Regions from separate parts of the Sus scrofa genome. Here regions 1 and 2 are each linked to region 3. A link is a contact called in public HiChIP or PLAC-seq and promoter capture Hi-C data. All regions are on one chromosome and are shown on one strand. Each heading gives the region's core, a stretch centred on a gene start, on an enhancer-like site or on the middle of the called end of the contact. The rest is flanking DNA. Distances are from core to core; before and after follow the strand shown.

Region 1 (3,159 bases), core at 352-2,851, 150 kb after region 3:
GTGAAAGCAGACTGGAATAGCGCCCACTCTCACTCAGATTTATTGAGACCTGCATAATAAACACACCTCTTGGTCACTGTCTGGCACACAGCAAAACTCAGCTTTTACAACTGCTACCATAGGTCCACAAACCTTATCTGTAGTTCTCAATTCAGAAACCTCTAAAAATGAAAGAAATGCTCCCAAGTTCGGTGTACACCTTACTTGGTGGCAAAAATCTGACCTGACGTTATTTCTCATTTTCATTAATTCCTACCTATATCTGCACAAATGTTAATAATGGATTAGGGTGCTGCCCAGACTCTGCTGGAGTGATCTCTCATCTATGCACCTTATTGTCTTTCTAAATTCTAAAGATAAAAATCCAAAGATTTCTGAATTCCAAAACATACTGATCCCAAAGATTTCGATTAGGCGATTGGCTCTGTTCCTCCTGGAAAGAGGAGAAGAACACGCCGGTATATACAAGTTGGAGACAACCTAGTTATGACCAGGAGGTTCAGAAATGCCAGCAGCAAGGAAAATTTCTATTCTTCCTGCCCCATGAACACTCCTGAACAAAAGAACTTTTGTAAGATTTCTTAAGGCTACCTTCGCATGTAATGAGAGTTAGTTTTCAAAACAGGCGCTCAGAACCACTAGGTGTCTGAGTGTGTATTTCTTTACTAGCAATGCTAGAAACTTTTTTCCGGTCAGGTGGGTACGGTTTGATTCTTCAACAGTAGAATCTATATTTATTAAAAGTATTACTCTTGGTTTTTAAAAGAAAACGGTCCAAAGCTACCAAGCGCTCCTAAATCCTAAAAATGGGGAGTATTACAAAACTGAGGACTTCTCATAGTTTCTGTCACGGGTGTTCCTCTAATTGCTTTCAATTGCTCTAGAAATACCGACCAGAATGTTACACTGCGAATAATCTCAATTAGCTCCAAGGACGCCTCCAAGAATCGGGCCTGCCTCTCCCTTTCAGTAGAAGTAATGAATGAGGGAGGCGGGCTGGGCCAAGGGGCTCGAGGCCCGCAGCCCTTTAGGGCCAGACGAACAAAAGGAGTCCGGGATCAACCGGAGCTAACCGGCTAGCGAGCGGGTCGTGCCCGCCCGGGAAGGGATGGGGGAGGGGTCGTGCCCGCCCGGGAAGGGGTGGGGGAGGGGCCAGGCCCGCTCCCCGCCCCGCCCCCCAGCCAAGCCTGACGTCAAGCACGGAGAAACCCGTCCCGAGCGACGTCACCCGCCTCCCACACCTCCTCCCGGGGGGCGATCCGGAGATCAGCCCGCTGCCGGGAGCAGGATGACGGGGGGAAAGCCTTAGCCCTCCATCCCCCAAGAAGCTACTCCAGTCACCTCCGTTACCGCTCCCGCCTCCCGCTTGGGCGTGATCCCTCGCTCTCCTCCACGATTCCGCTAGTGCCCAAGCAGTCTCACCCGACAAGATCCGAGCCCGCGGAAAGGTCTAGAAGTGGCGATGGGTCCGCAGGAACTTGGCGCTGAAGAACCGAGCGCAACCCTACTGACGGCAGCGGCGACGGCGGCGGGGGCGGCAGCACCAGCAGCACCAGCAGCGCGCGGCTCCTCCTGGCGCCGGAACAGGAAGCGTCGAGCTCCGAGCGCGTAGCCCCCGCCCGCGCTCCGCCTTCCCTCGGGTCGGCTCGGCTGGGTCGGGCCGGCCGCGCGCGCCCCCTAGAGGGGCCCGGTAGCACTGCGGCCGTCCAGGCCCCCGCGGCCCCCTGCCCCTTGTGCTTGCCCTAGGGCGGCTCTTTCCTCCAGTTGGGCTAGAGGAAAGCTCTGGGTTTTCCGGAGTTTTGGGCAATCTGGAGGAAACGCTAGGGGCCGGTGACGTTCTGAGCAGTCTGGCTGAAATTGCTAACTTGTCTCCTGGAGAGGCTTGAAGGCAGGTTCTGGATTCCCTACAGCTGGTGGTCTCTAGAGCCACAGCTGGCTAGGTGTGAAAGCAGCCTAATCTCTGGACATGGATCATTTGACCAAAACTGGGGAGAGCTAAAGCAACCATACGGGAAGGGGAAGACAAAAAAAATTTTGTTTATAAATAGCTTGACAAATTGATACTAACTACAGAAACAACGGATGTCTTTGTAGATTTTTCTCATTTAGTATTGTCCTTACTTTTTTTTTTTTGCCACGCCTGGCATGTGGAAGTTCCTGGGCCAGGGGTAGAACCTGCTGAGCCAGAGCAGCGACCTAAGCAGCAGCATTGACAATGCCGGTTCCTTAACCCGCTGCTACGCGGAGAGTCTCACTCCACTTGTCCACTTTCGAATATACCTTTAAATACCTACTCTGTCACACCCAAAAGATGATTGACACGTGGCCCCACCATCAAGGAACCTGCTAGCTAGCTGGTAATGAAGATTACCAGCTATATATAGCTATGTGGTATATATATATATAGCTATGTGGTAATAATTTTGCATAACTATGGGCAAAACACATATAAAACGTACATGTATTTTACATGTAAAAATTACAAGTATGCGATATTTTTACAACTTTTTGCTTCTTTGCGTAAGATGTTGAAGGGACATTTTACTGTAAATTTCTTTTCTTTTCTTTTTTTTTTTTTTTTTTTTTGTCTTTTTGCCTTTTCTAGGGCGGCTCCCGCGGCATGTGGAGGTTCCCAGGCTAGGGGTCGAATCGGAGCTGTAGCCGCCGGCCTACACCACAGCTACAGCAATGCGGGGGCCTATACCACAGCCATAGCAATGCGGGATCCGAGCCGCGTCCGCAACCTACACCACAGCTCATGGCAACGCCGGATCATTAACCCACTTGGCAAGGCGGGCAAGGCCAGGGACCAAACCAGCAACCTCATGGTTCCTAGTCTGATTCGTTAACCACTGCACCTGGAAGGGAACTCCTACTGTAAATTTCTTTTTTTTTCTTTTTGTCTTTTTGCCATTTCTTGGGCTTTTCTTTTTGCCATTTCTTGGGCCGCTCCCACGGCATATGGAGGTTCCCAGGCTAGGGGTCGAATCGGAGCTGTAGCCACCGGCCTACACCAGAGCCACAGCAACGCGGGATTCGAGCCGCATCTGCAACCTACACCACAGCTCACGGCAACGCCGGATCATTAACCCACTGAGCAAGGGCAGGGACCGAACCCGCAACCTCATGGTTCCTAGTCTGATTCGTTAACCACTGCGC
Region 2 (2,727 bases), core at 21-2,520, 170 kb after region 3:
TTAACTCACTCGGAAAAAATAATCTCAGAATATCTTTTGCTCTTGTGGGAAATCAACAATAGGTTGGTTATTTTTCCACAAACCCCAAGTTCTTTTTCAGCCAATCACTCTTCATCTTCATTCATATGTCAAACCTCAGTGTCTGGCAAGCCTACTTGGAGCCCTAGTACTCAAAACAACACCTTTCACAATGCCGCCTCATTAAGAACAATACCACGGTTTGTCTAAATGTGCGTTTGCAACTTTTCCCAAAGGAACTAGACTGAAAAACAATGGGAAAAATCTCTACAATAGAAAAACGTTCCACTTACGTCATAAACAACGTCCGATTGAGACCAGAAGGTGGGTACCACACAAAAATGTCATTGTGAAGGTTTTCATCAAAGACTGGTTTCCCAACATGGAGAACGTGAAGACACAAGGACAGCATAAACTGAATGGCCAAGAGCTTAGCAAAGACCGCAAGGATCGAACCAAGTATTCAACAAAATACTCTAGTTCCAGTGCTGCTGCTGCTGCTTTTTTTTTTAATCTGAAAATGAACTTCAGTGAACTTTAGGAAGGGTCTGAATACGGAAACCTGAGTTTCTTTTTAAGGGATGCATATGAAATGTCCTAAAGAATAAGCATTAATGTACATGCCAGACCTCCAGGAACCATGAACTGAGATTAACTCTTCTCTCTTTTATCTATATAGAAATGACAAGGTGAAGGAGCGAAGAATGCCAAGATTGAAGGCTAGAGAAGGATCTCGCCTACCTCTTCTCCAAAGAACATGCCCAAAGATCTCGTTCCCTAGCCGGGTCGCAAGGAGGGGCTGGACCCATTAAGGGACCGGGATATGGTTGCCTGTGAGAAGCGCTTAGCAAGTAGAAGCAGACCCCGACGGGCACTGCCAGGCAGCAATCACCCTTCCCCCTCTCACCTCTCGGAGTGCAGTTTAACTAGGGCTGTCCGAGTAACTGCCGCCATCAGCACCGCCATCACTCTGGGTGCTCGCTGAGGGGGAGGAGTGAGGCCCACCCACTCCAGCACCTCCTGTAGGTCCTAGAAGGCGGATGCCGGTCTGCAAGCCTCTATCCCTCGGCGCTGGGTTCTCATCTTCGATATCGCCGTCACTGCCTCCACCCGCTCTCCCAGCGATGCCACCACTTCCGTATTCGGCTCCCTCCCTTTCTTCCTCACTCCCCCAGCAACCGGCTTTTTCCCAGGCGGCCGGCGCGCCGCTGACGCCACCGCTCGGCGACCTGGGTCCAGACCCGCGCTGGGCGTGGGCGGACTGGCGCAGGCGCCGTATGCGATCACGCCAAGCGCGGGAAGCGGCCCTGAGCGCGCTGGCTTCTGGCTTTTCACAGTCGCAGGGGTCCGGTCTGCTGGGTGAGTTTTCCTCCCTGCAGTCAGCGTCCGTGCGGCCCATGGAGGAGAAGCGTGTCTTTTTCTTGGCTTAGTGTCTTACAAGCCTCTCCTGTATCCTGTTTCTGCCCCTCGGGTGGGGGAAAAGGGGCTGCCGAGGTGTGTCCGGGAGGAGACTAACCTCTCTTCTTGCCGCTTTAAAATAACACTAGCTTTTATAAAACATTTTCAGGTAGGTAAAGGAAAAGATGCCTGCCACACAGAAGCCTATGAGATATGGACACACAGAGGGACACACAGATGTCTGTTTTGATGATTCTGGGAGGTAAGGCACTTTGAGAAGCAAAAGGAACGTTTCAGGTGTGATTTATTAGAACAGTTATTCTTATATGTCCTGTTAGCTGTCTGCCTAAAATTATTCGGATAGAAATAAGGTTGAAATCTAAAATGGCACATATATTTCCTCATATTTACTGTTTCATTCAGACCGTGGTAATTCAGTGTATCAAGAAAGTTAAGGAGCGTGAAATCTTACTTCCAGAGGAGTTGGAAGGGTGTGAGCTTTTCCCCACATTAACCCTTTGTTCACGTCCCCTGAGCATCTCACACTATTATTATTAATAATAGTTCTTTTGCTAGATCAGTAGCTGCTTGTTTGTCAAATTTAGTGGCCCTTTCTGTCTTCGGGATATTTTATCCTTCCTTGCCTTTTATGATGCCCTTTCCCGTTCTAAATTGTATTTAACTTTCAAACAGCTTTTTTTTTCCTCTTATTTCTTCAGCTTGGTTCCTAAGTGGTGATATTGTCGCAGGGTTATTCTAGTCCCTGTAGAGGGAAATAATCAATAAATGGCCTATACTAGGAATAGAAAAGAGTTTTATTTGAGCCAAGCTGAGGGCTGTAGCCCAGGAGACACAGATTAAAGCACTTAAATTGTGTTCTATCAGACTGCACAATGAGGGAGGCTTATAACAGCGAATACTGCAAAGTTACGTAAGTTGTTTGTGAAGAGTTATAACTGCAGCTGGTGAGAATTAAGGGTGCTTGTTAAGTAAGGGTTACTTGTTCAGTATGGTTGCATAGTTATAAGGGGAGACCTTGATACCATAGAATTGCAGCTGGCAACTGCTAGCATATTGTTTTGAGAACGGTTGGTGGTATCCTAGGGTACAATATAGTTCAGAAAATTCAGGTTCTCAGTAATGCAGGAATGTGTCTAAAACCACAGTGGCCACCTAGCTCCGTTTTGAATACTTGAACTGCAGTTACTCCATTTTGATATTTTAATGAATTCTTCTCCTTAGTGGTTAAAGCCAATGAACAGCCTATGTTTGACAGTCCATAAGACAGGCTGTTCTAGTTAGGATAAAGTT
Region 3 (3,031 bases), core at 364-2,863:
TAGAATTGCCCTGATTCTTGCCCTCTGTTGAAAGCAAAAACGTTTCAGGGAGGGAAAGACTGAAAACAGGTATAAAGTTTATTGTTAGAGTCACAGTACAACACATGGGGAGAGCACACAGAGAAGTAGTTTATTTAAATCAGAAGTAAAGAAGTAATACACACCCTAAAGAGGAGTGCAGGTGAGGGCAGTACCCCTCAATGAGGAGTGCGCCAGAGAGGTGATCTAAATCGCTTTTATGGCACAGTTCTTCTGCGTCTTTGTTTACCTTTAGCCAATTATCTTGTTTTATTTCTCACTCCTTACTGGACACAGTACCCTCTCCGGTATATGTGCACATCTTTTGGCAAAGATGGATTCCAAAGCTAAGAGGGCAGGGATGGTATCAGGACTTATTGTGGCCTGGAATCCCCTCCCTTTTTGACCCCTAGGAGTCTTACTGCACGCGTGTTAATTCGGGAGGTCCCCTTGACCCCAGCAGTGATTGAAGTGGTCATCTTATCTTTCTACTCCAGCAGAGCTCAGGTCCTGCAGTTAACTTTTTCCTTGAAGTGTCAAAGAGAAACAAGTCCCAGCTCTTCTCAGTCCAGGGGCCCATTTACCTCCTAACTCAATTACACTGAGAGAAAGAAGGCAGACAGGGAAGTGTACCTACTACTCCTATTCTTACGGTGATAGAAACCTGAACAGTGGTAGTCGAAGCGGTGGGGCGCTAGAGGGAGCTCTTGGGTGATGGAAATGCTTTTTATCCTGATTGGGTGGTGGTTACACTGTTGTTTACACTTAGCAAAACTCATCAAATCTTATACTAAAACCACTATGCTTTTCAATGCTTAAAGTTTTTACTTCTATAAAAAAAAGTATGAGGGAAAAAAGGCTGCTAACATTGAAAAGGAACATTAAAAGATGTAGAGAGAAATATGGAGTGTTAATAAGCCCTTTCTTGGAGTTCCCTTTGCAGCTCAGTGGAAATTAAACCGACTAGTATTCTTCCCTGGCCTCGCTCAGCGGGTTAAGGATCCGTTGGCATGAGCTTCATGCAGGTCGCAGACAAGTCTCAGATTCCACCCCACCCCACCCCCGCCCTCGCTGTGGCTGGGGTGCAGATCAGCAGCTATAGCTCCCATAGGGCCCAGAGCTCGGCAACCTCCATATACCACACCTGCGGCCTCCGCCCCCCTGGAAAAATAAAAAACAAACAAAAATACAACCCTTTCATTAAAGCGTTAAGCTTTTCTAAACGTTCATATTCGAATAATTCTTCTGGGCTTATATAATTTTAAAAAGATATTAAAAAGTCCTGCAAACTCTAAATTCCCTTTTCTTCTTCTGAGCTCCTTTGTCCTTTCTGATACCCGCGAGGCCCTAGGAGTTCCAGGGCGAATTCGGAGTAGCCCGGGGAAAACACGAGCCACTCCAGCTCTCCCACGGCCTCAGCGACCCCCACTGCTCAGCCCCTCAACTAGAGCTTATCCGGAAGCATCCATTGATTCCGCTCATGCCCTCCCTCCGAACCGTCCGTTCCCCTTTCAATCAATTCAAAAATCGCGGGAGCGAACCAATCGGAAGCCTCGTCGGAGGGAAGAGGCGGGCATTTTTACCGGAAGCATTGGTTAAAATACTTCCAATCAGAGGCTTGGTGCGGGAAGTTTGAATTTTGCTGAGTCTTGGGCTCAGGGCGTTTCTTCTTCAGAGGTGGCGGTGGTCTCTTAGGCCCGGAGAGTTTCTTCACTTTTAGTTTGGTCGAGGTTTCTGCGTTAAAATCTGCCTCAGGTAAGTGGACGCTGGAGAGTTGAAGGGAAGGCGCCGGTCCGCTTCTTTCTAGAAGGTCAGCACTGGCGGCTACGAGCTGGACGCGCGCGGCTCAGGGGAGGCGCCTCTTACGACGGTGTTACCTGTCTTTCCCAAGCTGATGTCACAGTCCTCCAGAAGAGTAAATATTTGTTCCTATTATCTCTGTAGCAGTCAACATTTTACCATCAGGGCGTAATTAGCATTTGGCCCGTCGTTATTCCTGTAGCTCCTTCCAGATTCTGTGACAACTAAAAATGCCTCAGTTGACAGCCTCTAAGCAACCAAGACTGAGGCATTCTAGGCTTTCTGGCTGGAAGAAACTCCAGTCAGCCAAAGACTGAACTTGGATGTACTGTGAAGAAGCCAGGCTCCCTGGTTTGGGATTCTAACTGCTACCTTTCAGCTGCGCTCATGTGAGCAGTTAATTTACCTCATCTGTATAACGGTAATTATACTAACTACCTTTTAGGGTTTATATGATAATTAAATATACTTTCAGTTCTGTATATGGTGCTATGCTGTATTTTAAAATAACTAATACATATTTTTTAAAATTTAAAAATCTTTCTTAGCAAATTGATATTTTCAGCAATTGGAAAATCTAATTGTAGAGTTCTTCATTTTTCAAAAAAAAAGAAGCACAGTCCTTTGTCACAGGAAATGACAATGTTATTAGCATCCAGGTCATTTAAAAAAAAAATATTCGTTGACTGCTTTAAAATCATGTAACATTTTAATTTGTTGCATTTCTTGTGCAATTTTTCTTTCAGGATTCCAGTGGACTTTCTTAGTTGTTGTTATTGAAGAGTATAGTGTGCCTATATCTTTTGAAACTTTCTAATGGCATATCCTCTGTTTTTGTTGTTGTTGTTTTTTAATCTGACAAGACTTTTCTTTGGAGACTCAGCCCTCATTCTCCAGTTAGGCTTGGTTGTTCTCTATACCAGCTGTATGGGTGATGCCTGTAGACTTTCCACTTTTCTTTATTCCTTTCCTCAGCTGGACCCATGGTTTCTTGGAACTCAGGCCATCGTCTTTCTTATTCTTTCTACCTATATAATAGGTATCTTGTGTGTTTGTTTTGGTTTTCGGCTTGAGAAGAAATGTCAGCCTTCCTGCATTCATCACCAGGAGAAAGTTAGGGAAACTGTTCTGTATACTGTCCTTCACTTTTTTTCCCTGTTTTCATCTTTACTTCATACTCTGTTTTGCATCATTCTCTCTGGTAAGCCTGGAA

The links. Promoter capture Hi-C pulls out the DNA fragments that hold promoters and counts their contacts. HiChIP or PLAC-seq counts read pairs in DNA pulled down with a chosen protein or histone mark.
Region 1: a contact with region 3 is called in an H3K27ac HiChIP or PLAC-seq map of skeletal muscle. The contact joins the promoter of MAPK1IP1L here to the promoter of DLGAP5 in region 3. A contact is called at or near these places in 1 of 5 promoter capture datasets (liver) and 2 of 2 datasets of contacts at active chromatin or transcription factors (alveolar macrophages and skeletal muscle).
Region 2: a contact with region 3 is called in a promoter capture Hi-C map of fetal liver, with 2.4 times the contacts expected there. The contact joins the promoter of WDHD1 here to the promoter of DLGAP5 in region 3. A contact is called at or near these places in 1 of 5 promoter capture datasets (fetal liver) and 2 of 2 datasets of contacts at active chromatin or transcription factors (alveolar macrophages and skeletal muscle).

The regions. Positions count from the first base shown.
Region 1 is chr1:184,399,786-184,402,944 of Sscrofa11.1, reverse strand. It overlaps MAPK1IP1L (MAPK-interacting and spindle-stabilizing protein-like), which reads right to left and starts at 1,601. Exons shown (of 4, transcript XM_021102280.1): 1 at 1,342-1,601. The region is part of intron 2 of LOC110262207 (a long non-coding RNA gene); the gene reads left to right.
Region 2 is chr1:184,377,517-184,380,243 of Sscrofa11.1, reverse strand. WDHD1 (WD repeat and HMG-box DNA-binding protein 1) reads left to right here and starts at 1,270. Exons shown (of 26, transcript XM_021102265.1): 1 at 1,270-1,377; 2 at 1,586-1,678. The coding sequence starts at 1,602. SOCS4 (suppressor of cytokine signaling 4) reads right to left here and starts at 1,227. Exons shown (of 2, transcript NM_001162889.1): 1 at 926-1,227.
Region 3 is chr1:184,548,610-184,551,640 of Sscrofa11.1, reverse strand. DLGAP5 (disks large-associated protein 5) reads left to right here and starts at 1,613. Exons shown (of 19, transcript XM_003121820.4): 1 at 1,613-1,773.